Linked DNA regions of Muntiacus reevesi: region 2 is linked to region 1. Evidence: chromatin contacts called from public Hi-C data. All regions are on one chromosome and are shown on one strand. Each heading gives the region's core, a stretch centred on a gene start, on an enhancer-like site or on the middle of the called end of the contact. The rest is flanking DNA. Distances are from core to core; before and after follow the strand shown.

The links. A called contact is a pair of places that touch in the nucleus more often than the background predicts.
Region 2: a Hi-C map of blood shows a contact between it and region 1, with 2.9 times the contacts expected there. The contact joins the promoter of ZNF165 here to the promoter of ZSCAN12 in region 1. A contact is called at or near these places in 2 of 3 Hi-C or Micro-C datasets (blood and muscle).

The regions. Positions count from the first base shown.
Region 1 is chr20:31,207,050-31,209,573 of mMunRee1.1, forward strand. It overlaps ZSCAN12 (zinc finger and SCAN domain containing 12), which reads left to right and starts at 1,267. Exons shown (of 5, transcript XR_010660005.1): 1 at 1,267-2,472.
Region 2 is chr20:31,446,456-31,448,979 of mMunRee1.1, forward strand. It overlaps ZNF165 (zinc finger protein 165), which reads right to left and starts at 1,264. Exons shown (of 4, transcript XM_065912015.1): 1 at 1,192-1,264.

The DNA of each region.
Region 1 (2,524 bases), core at 17-2,516:
CCAGACTCCTCTGTCCATGAGATTCTCCAGGCAAGAATCCTGGGGTGTGGTCTATTTCTGTCTGTTCTTACACAGTATCACACTCAATTGTAGGGACTTTATAACTTGTGGTGATATCTGATTAGTATGTCCCTCACTATTGCTCTTCAGAGAGTATCATGGCTATTCTTATTTTCCCATATGAACTTTATAACCAATTTGTCTAACTCTAGAACAGTGTTTGTTGATACTTTTATTTTGGAAGATTGACTTCTTCATTGAGTCTTTTGAACCAAGACTCTCAGCAGTCTTTTTAGCATGTGGTTTTCTATTTGTCTAACTATACATTTGGCCTTTCAGGAGGTTTTCCCCATACAGGTTTTGCAATTTTTTCCTACGGTTAGTCCCACTTATTTTCTTTCTTCCTCTTGTTGCTGCTGCTGCTGTTACTATTATAAATTAGGTATTCTTTTCCATTATATGTTGTACCTTTTATCACTGGTTATTTGCACATAGGAAAGTACTGTTTTCAGTGTGTTAATTTTATATTTTTGCTAGTTTACTAAATTATCTTTTAGTTTTCCCATTGAACTCTATGGGTTTTCAGATGTATACCCATTATCATTAGCGCATAAAAGGGAATTGTAGAAAGTGAAAAAGTAAGCAGAAACTGCCAGGTTGACCCTTGAGAAGTGTGTAGAAGAGGTCCCCTCCTGAGTCTGGAAGGACCTCGGGAGAAATCCCTTTGAGACATCTTTAATATCAAAGGTGCTGAAACCCAAATAAACGTGAGAGTGAAAAAGCATAGGATTTACCTAGCTCAGAGAGGCTCGCCATGCCTCGACCACCCATCAGTTTGGAGGAATGGGGATACTAGCAATCGGAAGATTAGCAGAAGGCGAAAAGTATCGCGGAAGATTAGCAGAAGGCGAAAAGTATCGTGAAACCGCGGGCCTGTGAATCCTCCGTAGTCATCTCTGGAGAGCGCACGGGAGAACTACCGAGTAGCGAGCTCACTCTTCCTAGAGTGGCGGCGGAAATGACCGGATGCTCCGTACTCGGCCGCTTCCGGCCTTTGTGGGTCGCTCTTGTTGGGTTCCGGTTCCGAAACCGTTCGAGACCTCACCCCCTTGAATCGGGTAGAGAAACTTCTGCTGGCATCCTGGGGCTGTGGTTGGGCGAGCTTTTGCTGCGGACCCGGCGGGTGGGTTGCTGGCCGTCATCGGGCCAGGCTGGAGTGGGGCGTCCTCTGGTGCTCACTGGCCCAGGTGGGTCCGCGAGAAGCTACTTGAGGCAGAAGCTAGCCCCCAGCCCTTTGAGGAGGGGGTCACAGCCCGGGATGAGGGAGAGACCCGGCTGTGCGCCTCATACCTCCCGGGCTTGCCTCGCGCTGTGTACCCTTCTTGATTCTGCGCCATCTGACATTTCCGAACACTCGTCGGTCACAGGCGCTGACCCACGTCCTAGGGCCTCTTTTACAAGCATCCCTTTATATTTAGAATTACAGTTACTAGGGTAGAAGAGGGCCTGAAAAACCAATGTCTCCAGCTTTTTCGCTTGATAAAGAATCAGGAGCAGAGAGATTAAGTCCCTGCGGAAATAAATTCATGTAACTGCAGCTTTTATGACTTAATAATTTCCCATTATGCATCATCTGAGTTTTAAAAGAATTTAAAAAGCAACTACTCAAGGATGTCTCAGCTTTTTGTTATAATTTGTTTGCTCTGTTTGTTTATTCCTTTTAATCCTCCTTTTTTTCTATTACTAAGTGGAAATATTTCCTTCTTAATCTTACTTTCCTTGTCCTGAAAATCCTGAAACAACTTAGCACCTTTTACTTATTCTTTTTCTTTAAATTAGTCTATTGAATCTTCTTTATCAGAGCACTTCTCTGAGTATAGTAGATTACCCTGGAGGCAGCTTTCAAAGTGCAAATTTAAATTCTTAGAATTTGCAATTTTTGTTTATGGTGTAGTTTGGGTTAATGATGATAGCTTCTCCCTCAGTTCTAACCAGAAAGAAGCTACACGGGAGATCTTGCTTGAAGCATTGATAAGCTTTTGCATAGCAATGATGGCAGGTACTTGGTCTATCCAGGCCAACAAGGACCAGGATGAACTTTTGGAAGTAAAGATAGAGGAAGAGGAGCTGGAGGAGGAGCATAAATACACCACTAAGCAGTATCAGAACCTGCAAAAGAACAACACCCACAGCAGGGAGGTCTTCCGACAGTACTTCAGGCAGTTCTGCTACCAGGAAACATCTGGGCCCCGAGAGGCTTTGAGCCGACTCCGGGAACTTTGCCATCAGTGGCTGAAGCCAGAGACCCACACCAAAGAGCAGATTCTGGAACTGCTGGTGCTGGAGCAATTCCTGACCATCTTGCCTGAGGAGCTCCAAGCCTGGGTCCAGGAACAGCATCCAGAGAGTGGGGAAGAGGTGGTGACTGTGCTGGAGGATTTAGAGAGAGAGTTGGATGAGCCAGGATATCAGGTGAGAACATAGATGTGGTGTCTTGAGAAGTGAATTATGGATTTCTAGGCCA
Region 2 (2,524 bases), core at 14-2,513, 240 kb after region 1:
GTGTCCTAATACTTTATGGGCATTATCTCATTCTACAACATATGTTACCTGAAAGTTAACATATGTTAACTTTCAGATAGCTGAAAGTTCTGTCTTCAGATGTTTAATCACTTCTTATCCACTTAAAACAGCCCACAACTCTAGATAAAAATCATCTAATTTGCAAGGACTTGATATATTCTCCCTAAAGCTGGGTTTCAAATGTCTTAATAACCTTAAACTAGTAAACATTTTTTGAGCATCTAGTGCTTTACAATCACTGTGTAGGAGGAGCGTTACAAAACTAGCTAAGCAAATATGTAAACAAATATTACAACAGAGTAAGGAGTGATTAGTTACATTGGAGGTTTGGTAAAGAGAGTAAAGAGTAATCAGTTACACGGGAGAACTGGTACTGTGGTTTCCTGTTGAATGAGTAGGTTCTTAGTGGATGGGTAGCTTCCGGGTGTGTACCATGGAATAGAAGTATGAGGTATGCGGGGCTGTACCTCCAGTAGAGGTCACAGAGTGGAACAGGGGATTCACAGTGCGTGATGACGAAGGCCCTCACAGCACCTTATGTTTCTCACAGAGGCATTTTCCGGTCTTCCAGCTAACTTGCTTGCTTTGCTGTCTGGTCTCTCATTCTGGAACGCGATACTCGTTTCAATATTAGTTTTCAGGCATCCCTAGTACACAGGGAATACTAAATATTTACTATGTGAATAAATTTCATGAGGATGCCGGAGCTGTCCCACTTTTCGTAAAAAACGCGGGTTACTCCTCCCAGGATGAGAGCAGGACTCTGGGGCTGACTCTGGGACAGTTTCTTCTGGCAGAACGCAGTCAGCCCGAGACAGATGCCACCCTTCCCCGCCTCGCCCAACTGAGTCAGGTCACTTCTTTTCCCAGTGACCCCAAAAATCTCAGTCAGCAGGAAGGCCCGTAGTCCCCCAAACCACGCCCTCTCACCGCTCAACGATGACGTCACGCGCGGCGGGGTAACTATGGAAACTCCTATCCATTCCAGATATAGGGCGGCGCAAACGCTTTCCCAACGCCAAACCTAGTTCTACACTTCCTCGGGATTCCTCTGAGGTCCCAGGTCCAGAGTGTCACAGGGATGTTGCAATCCCGAAGGGAACATGATAGGGACTGGGTGTTTAAAGGAGACAAAGGACCGGACACCTGGGTCCCCAGACCCGGACTCACCTCTCCCACAGGGCTGGTTCCAATCGGACACTTCCGGTGGAAGGACGGCGCTGCACGACTTCTCAAGGCTTCCTTTCACGGAGACTTTTGAGGCTGCGCAGAAGGAGGCGGACTGACTTTGGACTGCACTTCCCAGAAGCCTTCGGGTATCCTCAGGGTCTGGGACTCCATTTCCCAGGCATCTTTGCCAGTCTTGGGAGCTCTCGGAGCTTGGAGGGGGCGTTTTTTCCTCTCTGTAGCAGTAAGCTTGCCTTTACATCTCATGTGAGCCTCATCCTTAACTTTTTAATGAGCCCATTTCAGTCTCAGTTCAGTTCAGTTAAGTTGCTCAGTCGTGTTCGACTGTTTGCGACCCCAAGAACCGCAGCACGCCAGGCCTCCCTGTCCATCACCAACTCCCGGAGTCTAACCAAACCCATGTCCTTTGAGTCGGTGATGACTTCCAACCATCTCATCCTCAGTCGTCCCCTTCTCCTGCCTCAATCTTTCCCAGCATCAGGGTCTTTTCAAATGAGTCAGCTCTTTGCATGAGGTGGCTAAAGTATTGGAGTTTCAGCTTCAACATCAGTCCTTCCAATGAACTCCCAGGACTGATCTCCTTTAGGACATTTCAGTCTCAATTTTTAAATTGAGATATAGTTGATTTACAATATGTTTCAGGTGTACACATATTTCACAATTTTTAAAGGTTATACTACATTTATAATTATTATAAAATGCTCTGTTGTTATAAGTATATTCCCTATTCTATACAATATATCCTTATAGCTTATCTATTTTATTTATAGTAGTTTCTACCTGTAAGTTCCCTACCCCTAACTTGCTCCTCTCCCTCCCTTCTCCCCACTGGTAATCACTAGTTTGTTCTCTATATCTATGAGTCTATTTCTTTTTGTTATACTAACAAGTTTGTTTTATTTTTTAGGTTTTACATCTGTGATATATGCAGATGTATATTTTACATATGTGATATATATTATCTTTTTCTGTCTGACTTATTTTGCTAGTATAGTTCTCTCCAAGTCCATCCACCTTGCTGCAAATGATAAAAAAATTTCATTCTTTTTTATGGTTGAGTAGTATTCCATTGTATTTATATAGTCTTTATATATTTATCTATTGATGGGCACTTAGGTTGCTTCCACATCTTGGCAATTATAAATAATGCTGCTATGAATATTGAGGTGCATGTATCTTTTCTAATTAGTGTTTTTTTGATTTGTTTGTATATAAATCCAGGAGTGGAATTACTGGGTCATATGGCAATTTTTAGATTTTTGAGATGCCTCCATACTCTTTCCCACAGTTACATTTACACCACCAACACTGTACA